2 separate regions of the Mus musculus genome follow, and region 2 is linked to region 1. The links are chromatin contacts, called in public Hi-C maps. All regions are on one chromosome and are shown on one strand. The core of a region is the stretch at or near the end of the contact, and the rest is flanking DNA. Distances in the headings are between cores, read along the strand shown. Region 1 overlaps Ccdc148 (coiled-coil domain containing 148). Region 2 overlaps Gm46743 (a long non-coding RNA gene).

The links. A called contact is a pair of places that touch in the nucleus more often than the background predicts.
Region 2: a Hi-C map of cerebellum shows a contact between it and region 1, with 1.7 times the contacts expected there. The contact joins two enhancer-like sites. A contact is called at or near these places in 1 of 15 datasets of contacts at CTCF or cohesin (pro-B cells), 10 of 484 Hi-C or Micro-C datasets (the 63-12 cell line, the N1E-115 cell line, the NIH/3T3 cell line and 4 more) and 4 of 115 datasets of contacts at active chromatin or transcription factors (bone marrow-derived dendritic cells, bone marrow-derived macrophages, cardiomyocytes and 1 more).

The regions. Positions count from the first base shown.
Region 1 is chr2:59,034,080-59,039,696 of GRCm38.p6, forward strand. The region is part of intron 1 of Ccdc148 (coiled-coil domain containing 148); the gene reads right to left. Among named protein-coding and RNA genes, the nearest start is that of Ccdc148, 120 kb to the right of the region's middle. Within about 2 kb of position 2,597, at least 6 of the 459 cell types and tissues checked have an H3K27ac peak or open chromatin away from gene starts, as enhancers often do. A contact at or near this core is called in cerebellum, where this site is marked.
Region 2 is chr2:59,414,096-59,419,712 of GRCm38.p6, forward strand. All of the region lies in intron 2 of Gm46743 (a long non-coding RNA gene), which reads right to left. Among named protein-coding and RNA genes, the nearest start is that of Gm46743, 3.6 kb to the right of the region's middle. Within about 2 kb of position 2,981, at least 49 of the 459 cell types and tissues checked have an H3K27ac peak or open chromatin away from gene starts, as enhancers often do. A contact at or near this core is called in cerebellum, where this site is marked.

The DNA.
Region 1 (5,617 bases), core at 1,347-3,846:
TTTTGCAACTGTCACTAACTTTATCAAAAGGCTACAAGCACGGTAGTAGAAATTTGTCTTCTGAGGGAAACTCTGATCTCATGGACATTGCAGCCCTCATTACCCACCACTCCTACATTTTTGAGAAAGTCATCCTACAAACAGAACAATCTTCCATGCAGGCACTAGACAGCCTTCAGTGAGATTTAACATTGATAACATTGCGATCAACTTATTCTTAGCTGTCGCTCCACTTTTGCTGATTGTTCTAGCAGTGTCCTTCACAGCAAAAGCCCCAGTTCAGAATCAGGCCCTGCGTTTAGCTGTCATGTCTCTTTAATCCCCTTCAGTCTTGCTGCTCTGTCTGCCTCTGACTTTGAGGATTCTGACACATTGTAGATTGCGTGCCAGTTCTCTCTGTGTTTCCTCATGATTAGATGCATGTTAGGTCTGTGACAAGAGCGATGGGTTCTTCATACTGCAATCTGCTTCCCACTTGTCCCTGGTGTCACTTCCAACATTTAATTAAAAGAGTTTCTGTCCCAAAAAAAAGGCCCACTTTAAAGTTACTCTTTTCGTTTGCAATTAGTGTTTTGTGGAGAGGCAAGTTTGAAACTAATGAGGTTTGCCCACTGCATATACAATTTATATATTTGTTACCCAGTTCACTGTATGATAGGTTACCATCAACTACCATGGATGGGTATCTAGCAGAGGAGGGTACCTGGGCTTGGGTTCAAGCCAATAGAAAGTCTTTATTAACTGGGAGGCAACTATACTGGGTGTTTGGGATCCCAGTGTAGCCCCAAGCCTTTCTCAGGGTGTGCTTTTAAGCACAAAAAAACATATACTGGGCTGACATACTTCATTTACCAAGAACAGTCAGCCAGAAACAGAATTACATAAGCCAAAAAGCAAGGTTAGTACATTTAGAGACTTTTCCAGAACTATGAACTTTAAAGGCATAGATCTTTTCTTTGTTTTGGCAGGAGGTGCTGTGTGCTGAGTTTTATGGCCTGAATGGTACTTCCATCATGGCATCAGTAGTGCTAAGATCTGGGGGGCTACTAAGGTGTAGGGGCCTGTTACACCAGTACGTTTATTCCAATACTCAAATTATCTCAAATTTGGTCCTTCCACCTGGCTTCTGCGTCCCTTGTTTTGTAGAACTGGTGTCCCTATCCTAGCTCATAATGCTGTGCTTTTCAAGTCTGGCATGACTCAGCTAAGTTCTTCACTTGGACCTGGACAAGGCTGAAAACAAAGTAGAAGAAGCCAGACTGTTTTAAAGCAAAAACCTATTTGCAAAACCATTCATGTCAGATGCAATGACCTGTGCCCTTAGGACTGAAGTTCCCGCGTCCTTGCTTATGAGCCAGGAGCAGCTTGGGGACACTGGGCTCCTTGTTTTCTTTGCCATGTGCTTGGCCCCACCTTCAAGTCAACCCAGCAAAGTGATCCTCTCAGCCATTCTTTGTCATACTTAGAATCCCTCCATTTCATCTCTAGCCCCCAAACTTAGAAACTGTTCTTGCCATAAGGTCAGACCACTTTATCTTATCTGCCGACTATCAGAGACTTTAATTACATGTCCAAGTCTCTTTGGCAACATCAGATAGCAGTGGAGAGACAGCGCAGAATATTTACACTCCTGCATGTTTCATAGGGTGTATACTGTGGGTGGATATTCTCAGGGAGGTCCTCTTAGAATTCTGCCTATTACGTATATAGAAAGCACTAGAATAGTGTCTGTCATTATAAATATGAATACATTAGCTACTATTACTGTTTATTATATAAAACACTCAAGGGATTTACAAAATAATAATAATAATAATGTTGTCATTGTAATGACAAGAGTATGTGAAATAACACTCAGCTGAGAACAGATAGGAAATATACTTGGTGGAACTTTCTAGAAGCTTGTTGGGTGAAGTATAATGAAAGCCCAGTGTGTCTATTGTCAGGAATTCATCTAATGTTATAATCAGAGGTGCACCTGCAAAAGAACAGGGATATTAATTATAGTGTAATGCACAATAAACACTCTTTTCCTCATTTTTAGTTCAGGATGGACCAAAACTCTGAAATATCCTCCAGTCTTGGTGTTTCAAGTGTTAGAATTATAGGAGTGAGCCACCACACTTCGTTAATAAACACTTTAAAAAAAAACAAAACAAGAATTTCCATTTAGTGATTGATTAAATAGTATGGCATAGATAATCAATAGACTATTATGAAACATGAAAAAACAACAATAAAAGCTTATGGTCTGAAAACATTTAATGAGAGAGACATACTTATGCTGCAAATGAAGTGAAGGATTTCTAAAATCACTTGGCCAGTCTGTCTGTTCAGAGGCTAAATGGGTAGCAACTTTCCTTTATCTCTTTGGGGCTACATCTTTTTCGAGCATCAATCCTACCTGGAGAGAATTTTTGCCTCTTCACACTTCCATAGGTCAAACAAGCCTTCTGGCATCTCTTTGGAGAGCACCAGCATACTTCCTAGAGTGCCAAGTGTCCTTTGGCAAGACAGGGTCACTTGAAAAGAAAGGGAGCATGACCTGTCACCATCTGTCTGGCTCTGCCCATCTGCCAAACGAGGGCGTCATGAAGAGGAAGGCTCTGCATCGGCTCCTTCGTTCCTGGCTGCAGCCTCTTCCAAGGACTGTAACGGGGTAAAGGCTGGCTCTCTGCTCTAAGTCTACTGTCCTATTTACACAAAGCTTGTTAAAGTGCTCTCAGCAAGAGCTTAGAGTATAGCTTTTGTTTATCTTTAGCTACAGTAAAGGTGCTCACCTGATATAAAATACATATTGGTGATAGAGTGGGTAAAAGCAGAGGTGAACTAAAAGCAAGCACACCACACCATACAACGGCTGCAATTAGTCCCAACTAACACTCACAGAGCTTAAATGACTCATTTACTTAGATGTCTTGCTTTTTTGTTTGTTTGTTTTCATTGATTTAATCCATGTGAGTATGGGGTAGGGCACGCATGGCACAGAACACATAATGAACCAAAAGTGGTAATAAGTCCTCTCCTTCCACCATTCGGGTTCTGGGCATTGAACTGAGATCATCAGCCTTTGCCAACTGAACCATCTCATCAGCTAAAACCAGGGTTTCAAAGACCTGGCTTCACTCTTGTCATCATACCAGGGATTTCTGACTTAGTACATTTGTTTTATTAGAGTGGGGGAGGGAGGAAGGGAGGGCAGAAAGGAGAAAGGGAGGGCAGAAAGGAGAAAGGGAGGGCAGAAAGGAGAAAGGGAGGGAGGGAAGGAGGGAGGGAAGGAGGGAGGGAAGGAGGGAGGGAAGGATGGAGGTAGGGAGGGAGGGAGGGAGGGAGGGAGGGAGGGAGGGAGGGAGGGAGGGAGGAAGGGAGGGAGAAGGAGGGAGAAAAGCTCAAGAAATACAAACACAAATGTTTAGCCATCTTCAGATCTACCTCCATTTATGTCATGAAGGCAAGTTAGTCATATACAAGGTCAGGTTAAGGAATTCTCTCCCCACCCCTTCAACCCACAAAGAGATGCTTAAAACTCCATCTCTTAATAGAGCCTGGTGCCCACACTACTTTTTTCCATCTCCTACTACTCCTGCCACAATTCTTAACAAATATCAATGTCCCTGTTCATGTGGTAGTTTGAATGAAACATGGCCCTCCTAGGCTAGTATATCTGATCACTTGCTTCTCAGGTGGTAGCATTACTTAGCAAGATTTAGGAGTGTGGCCTTGCTGGAGGAAACACATCAGTGGAAGTGGGCTTTGAGATTTTTGTCTCGCTCTACTTCCAGTTTGCTCTCTCTGTTCTGTGCTTGCAGTTAAAGGAGTAGTCTTATAGCTCCCTTCCCCTGCCTCCATGCCTGCTGTTTGCTGCTATGCCTATCTATCTGTCACACCAGGACTCTTACCCCTCTGCAACTGTAAGTTACAATGACTCTTCTCTTCCTTAAGTTGTCTTGGTCATGGTATTTTATCATGGCAGCAGAAAAGTAACTGAGACAACCGTTGGAACCCAGGAGCAGGCTGTTCCTAGGAAGAACCTGACCATGTCGATTTTTAGAAGAACATGGGAGACTCTGAAACTTTGGACTAGAAAACCAGTTGAATGCTGTAAACAGAGCTTTTAGCATTTTCTTTTCCTGTGGGGGCCTAGAAGAAAGGTAGTGCTAAGGGTGATGTGGACTTGGAGGTGTCAAGCATTTCCAAGGGGAATAATACCAGCAACTGGGCCCGAGGCCATTCCTGAACTACCTTATTAAAGAATCCGGCTGCCCTCTGTCCTTGTCCTTAAGAACTTGCCCGAAGCTAAATTAGAAGGAAATGGACTAACTTCTTTGGAAGACGAAATTTCAAGCATAACATTGAGTCTGTGGCATGGTTGTTACTAATTTCCCTTATGCAGGTCTACGGTGAAAAAAAAGAAAGTGACAGAAAGAACTACTCAACATACCATTGGACAGGAAAAGAACACGAGGAAGCCTAGTGTGACAACCAGGGCTTGTGTTGAAAGAGAAGCTGCAATTGCTGTAATTGGCACAGTAAAGGAGACACCTCTTGCTATGCAATAAAACAAAGAAGAGGGCCCCCAGGACAAGACCTCACCTAGCTAAGCTTCCACACTGGGAAAGAGGGCCTCAGAGTTTTCTGCTCCTAGAAACCAATTGGATAAAAATACATACATACTTACATACATACATACACACATACTTACTTACATACATACATAAGCTCTTATGAATGCAATTCAAGGGGCTGAGTTTTAGAAACGTGAAGAATGCAAGAGCGAAGTGATTACAGACTCTTCCTCAGTTGTTTCTGGAAGCCACTGAGGCCAGACAGTGTGTGGCAGGGGAGTCCCTGCATGAAGGCTCTAAGGTGACGGGAACCCTCAGAAAAGACTTGGAACTTTAGGCAGTGAGACTTTAGACTGAGAAAGACTACCAGGACTTTCGAAGTTGGAGCAGGTGCATTTTGCATTATGACATGGGATAGACCTCAGGGCCCAGGGAAATGTGGTGGTTTGGAAGAGAATGCCTCCCGTAGACTCATATATTTGAACACTTGCTCTCCAGTTGGTGGCACTGTTTAAAGCTGTGTGTCCTTGCTGAAGGAAGTGTATCACCAGGGGCAGGCTTTGACATTCCATTGCCTCACTTTACTTCCTCTGCTCTCTCTCTCTCTCTCTCTCTCTCTCTCTCTCTCTCTCTCTCTCTCTCTCTCTCTCTGCTTCAGGCTTAAATCACTTGGCTTTCTTAAATCGCTGCCATTCTTGTTGCCATTACTCAGCTGACCAGTAGACAAAGCTGGCATATCTGTTTGGTTTCTATTGTGATGGTAGAACACCATGGCCAAAAGCGACTTTCATGAAAAGGCTTTATTTGGATTATATATCCTGGGTTACAGTCCACTGAAGAGTAAGATGTAGACATACCACTTATGAAATCATTGCTTGCTGGTATTGCCACAATTCACAGGAGCAAAAGTCAGTGTGGAAATTCTAGATATGGATTCAGATCACTTATTTAAACATTGCCATCAAGGATCTAGAGAGATGGCTCATATGTGCACTGAGATGTACACATGTACCCATATTTAAAAGTAATGAAAATAAATCTTAATAAGGTTC
Region 2 (5,617 bases), core at 1,731-4,230, 380 kb after region 1:
GCAGGTGGGACGACAAGGCCAAAGGGATGGAGCAGTCATAGAACACTGTGTAGTCCTGGTGTCTGGAACCACGGCCCGAGGCAACCGGACCATATATCAGCAGGAGGGTTTAACGAGACTGAGATGTTGACCCAGGGGAACTTCAGTCCCTGAGTTTGGAATTCAACTTGTTGCCTTGCCTCCTTCTTTCTCTCCTCTCTTCTCTCTCAGAAAGAGACCAGACCTTGGTTTTTCATGAGTGCTTCTGATCCCACCCGCCCCACCCCCACTCCCCTCCCAACCCCCATCCTTGTCAAGTCAGCCTCCTTCATTCACCCAGCTTCTGAACGGTCCCTTCTCTCCAAGTCACTGTGCCATCACCAGCAGGTGCGCACGGAGAAATGCAAGCTCATTGCATTATTAATCGGAGCAAAAACACAACTGGAGAGGAAATTTCGCTGCTCCGTTGCAAATAGCATATGGCACCTCCCAAAAGCCAAAAGAAATGATTTTTTAATCATCTGCTGCTCAGGATTATCCACGCTCCCTTTCCTCGGCGTGGATAATGGAAGGCTGGCAGTATTTAGATTTCAAAGCGGCTTGGACTTTATTGAAACCCAAGGTTCGCAGTTGGCTCCCCAACCCAAGTGGGCATTTGTGCCTGTAATTAAATTGATCTGTGAGGGGAGGGCCCCCGAGGTATATCTCTAATATGAGCGATTACCAGGAAAAGACAATTGACATTTTTTTGTGGTGCACGTGTGTCCCCCACAGGGGACCAAAATGATAGCAGTAGATTTTTCCTTCCAAAGAGATACCTTTATGTTCGCTACTGGGGGCAGTTAGTCATGGCAGTACTGTGCTCTAAACAAAGATGCACATCTCCTGGGTTAAGACCTCACAGGGTCCCTCAGATATACAAGCAAATGTAAAGGTGATTTGTTTTTAAGGTGGGCAAAATTTAGCCAACACATGTATACATGAGTATATACATGTTCTGGAAGCTGGGGAAATCCAAGGGAAATGTTTAGTACACCATGGTTAGAACATTCCATCTGTCCCTTGCAGGTGTGTGCAGTCTGTATGAGGAAGAGGGTGGCCAGTCTCTCCTAGGATGCATGGGCTCTGGAGCAGAAGATGTGTTGCTTCGAACAGTCCTCACTAGGAAGAGAGGACAGATGGGAAAAAAAAAAAAAAGAAAAGAAATGTACGAGCCAGCCCTTCACCTGAATGTGTTTTGCAACTAGCCAAAAAGGAAAGAAAATGTAAAGCCACAATCATAGAAACACACAGAGAGGAAGGAGTCACAGTTGTTTTTAAGTAGCTGCAGAGGCCTCTTGGCGCTGGGAGACAAGAAACAGATGATGGGAGGAAGCCCAAGAACCAAGTCACCTCTGGTTGGGCAGTAGGATACAGCGATTGGATGGACTGTCTTGGATGGGTGGAATGACAAAGGGGAAGGTTCAGGCGGGGATGGATCCTGTCCCCAGTACTCCAGGTGACTTTCTCATACTGCTGTCCTGTGAATCGCCAAGCAGACTCCTCAGTTGCCAGCCACCATGAACAGTGGCTCTTCTGAAGTTCACCACCTATGTGGATCCACGGGATAACCCCAGGGCCTGCCAAAGGGCAGTGTTTGGACAGAGTTGGGTCCCCTCCTTCCCGAGTCATGGATGGGACCAGGCAGTCAGGACCCAGCATCCTCATGCAGTATTTCCCCTCAAATCAGAGCTCAGCTTCTTCTCCCCTACCATACCCCTCAAGCATGCTGGTTCTCTAGCCAACTCCACTTCGGCTTTGAACCTCCAGCTTCTGCTGGCCCACATGGACGGGAGTCACCTGTACCATGACTCAAGGTCTCTGCAGATCCCCCCCGTGCTCTCACAGAGCTCATTACTGAATGTTTATGCCTCTCCCATTATCCGCTGTCACCACAGCAGCCAGCAGCCCTGCACAGCCAGCTGCTGGCTCATCACAGAAATGAAGATGGGTGTTGACAATCGACGAAAGCCATCCACGGCATCATCTGGGCCCTCCTTGGAGAAAACAACCTGGCCGGTTTCATGATGAAGCCCTCTCTCCACCCCCACAGGTCTCTGTGATGGCTATGCCTGACCTCACTGGTTACTAACTACAGACAGGCTATTTTTGTTAAACAGTAATTAAAACCAAACAGAGATTGAAAGAGCCATCCACTGTAGGGTTCTTGATGGGACCCCATAGATTGTTCAACCCTCTTCTTCATAATAGCAGGTGGTGCAGGGTCACCCAGGAAATGGTCCTGAGTCATGCTGTATTGCTCAGCATGCGCGTATATTACATAGGTGCAGACACAATGGCCCTTTCATTCTTCTTTGGTAGCAGGCACCATGCAGGCCTCTGAGTGAATCAGCAAGAAAGTCCTGGGCTCCCTCAATCACATGGAGCTCGGGCACATAATGTGCACTCACTATATGGCTCATAAAGACTGCAGACAGTCTCCTCTAGATTGTTCCACGGTGGCTGGTGTTGCTACTGCCAAGCTACCAGCTTGCTTTATAGACTGCAAAACTGCAGCACAGCCCCATTGTCCAGCTTGCTCTCTAGACTGCAGACTGCAGCTTGGCACTGCTGTCAGCTTGCATTAGAGACTATGGGTCTGCTGCTCAGACTCACTGACTAGCTTCCTCTGCACATTGCAGGGCCACAGCTCGGACCCTGGGATGCACACTGGCCCCTCTGGATGAAGAACAGTGAACTGTCCACTGGCAGCTCTAGCAGAAGGAACCATAAGTCATTTAAAAGTTCATTAAAAATAATGAAAAGAAGGCTCTCCCACCGTGTTCTATGGGCGGAGCGAGCATGAGTTAAATCCGCTCCAATTTTCCTGCTTGTGCTTGCAGGCACCCTAGTGAGCCTTCCTCCCATGGACAAAGTCAACATAGGAATTAGCACAGTTGCCACCCCCTGCCTCCAGCTCCAGCTAGCTGTGAGACTTTGCACAAACGTAGGCTCTAACTATGCTTCAGGATTCTTATCTGTGAGTGAGTCAGACTTGGACCACATCATCTCTTTATCTCTAAAGTAACTATTGGCCTTGGAGGAACAGAAATAAATTGGAGACACAACCTCAACCCCCCACACCTCCCCCCCCCCCTGCCCAGAAAAACCCTAACGGTGCTGAATATATTGCGCCAAAAAGACAAACTGCAGGAAACTACAAATGGCTGAAATAATGGAGACCTCTTGTCCAAGAGCATCCATCACCACCACCTCTGGCAATCACTGTTATCTAGTTAATCCTGACACAGCACAAAAGTAGCTCGGCTTTGCTCTGTTCCCCAAATTATGACACAAGGCTGGTGAACAAGGTGAGTGACAGCCCAGACCGTATAGAAGGGCCATATTAGAGGTCAACGTAAGGTCCTGCAAGTCCAACAATTCAGTCACACTTCCCTGCCCACAGTCTCCAATGGCCTCTGAGGGGTAGGCCACAGCCTTGCCTCTCTCAGTGCCTGGGTAGGATAGGGTTGGATTAGCTTGAAGGCAGAGCAACTGCTGTCTGTGTTGGTTCTGTTTGTATACCGCCTTTCTTCAAAGCCCTCCACCTGTTTTTGCAAATAACTCTCGCAAGCCTCTTCTGAGCAAGTGGAGAAGAGACAAGCTCACAAAGGCAGCAGATGTTCTTCAGCCTGAGGGTCTGCCAGGCGCCTGGCTTCATCAGCTGACGTGGCTGTCAGAGCCCATGATTCACAGTACAGCCCTCTGCGGGCGATCTGTCTGCAGAAGCAAGGCAGATGTTTCGGTCTTCACCGGCCATTGGCAGATCCTTGTGATGTGAAGAGCAGCAAAGATGGAGCCCTGTTCCTCAGACACCTCTCCTGTGAGATTGCGGGTTCCTGAAGAGGACTATGTAGGGCTGGTTTTCAGGCTCTATAGCCTCTTGGTAATGACCTTTATTTCAGTTTTGTTGTTGTTGTTGCTTATTGTTTTTTGTTTGTTTGGTTTGTTTTTTTGAGACAAAGTTTCTCTATGTAGCCCTGGCTATCCTGGAACACACTCTGTAGACCAGAGATCCATCTGTCTCTGTCTCCTGAGTGATGGGATTAAAGGTGTGTGCCACTACTATGCCAGGCTTGAACTTAATTTTTTAGGGCTAGATTCACCCTATGGGAGGGGTGGTCAGCTTCCAGGTCTGGAATTTTTCTAAGAGCCCCTACTGGCTGTCCACATGTGCAGTCTCAATAATGAGCCTGCAGGGAAACAGATCAGTTATGGTTTCTCCTGTCTGAGGATGCCAAACTGTGTCCAGAGAACTGTGTTTTGTGCTCAGCATGGGAGGCTGAGCAGAGCCCAGGCTGCTCCACCAAGTTCCAGGCCTTAGGGTGGGATGGGATCTCTGCAAGCTACTCACCTATGGAGTTGGCTCTGCAGTCCACTGGGAACTCTTCCTGATCTAGGCTGATGACCTGTGTGCCTCTTTGTCAGGCTGTGTGTGCCCTCCTCAACCTGGACACATGATGACCCTTAGATGGCTCTGAAGAAGGGAGCCATGGTAGCTACCACATGGGGTGTTTGAATTCAGTTAGGAAAAAAACGAGACAGGCATTTTCATCTGATCTAATCACTGACTTCTTCAGGCAGTTCTCAGACAATACTTTGGGCAGCACATGTCAGAAACAAGCTTTGGATGTCCCTACTAGACTTATACTTATACTCTGACTCCCGGCCTGGAAGATCATGCCTGTAAGTACTGATCTTTGAGCAGAGGGGTGCATCAGATTCAAAGGAAGAAACTGGGCTTCCTCACACAACAGGTCCACTCTACCCAGGCTCTGAAGCCTTTAAACAAAGGAGAGGTCTACATATATAAGGAAGCAGGAGATGGTTTGGGTAGGAAGACATCTCCCTACCTGGTGTCGACTGAAGGTCAGTAGATGTTATGTGCTATAGACCCTACTAGAGCACTCCTTCCCATATGTGTTCTCTTCACCACTGAAACCAAGGAATCAATTAGCATTCATTTCTAGGACAGCCAAGTTCTTACTAGTAGGGAAGAAACAGGACAACTCAGGGCCCAAGAAGCACAACATCTGGCCAGCTGTGTTCAACACATATCCACTTTTCTATGTCTGACTCCTTCCCACCCAGTCCTCCATGATAATGAATAATCAGCAGCTACCTTAAGACTGAGGAACATTCCACCCAACTCTAATGATGCCTCAGTCTGTGCTGGAAATGCAGGAGCAAGGTAGATATTCTCGGAATCAGCATTGCCGTCCTAGGATACAAGCTACGCAATCACCCATGAGTAGCTAGCAAGGAAAGCAGGGACAGTCACTCTGGGAAATTGCTTGTGATACAGGACATGTATAGCCACAATGCTGCCTACTGTCCACAGCTGATGCTTTCCCCAGAATATAGCAGGCTATTAATGTACTTATGATTATTGGGTAGTTACTAAAATAATATCCAATTTATATATAAATGCAGTACAAAGAGTTTAAAAAAAAAACTTGTCTAAGGTCAGTTGGTGAGTAGAAATCTGAGACATGAGTTCTGTGGTTTTCTTCCAGAATTTTCCATAGCTTGCCCATGAGGACAGGGTACCAAGGGAGCCTGTAACTCTGAAAGGGCAATGCCCAGAGCCACCACAACT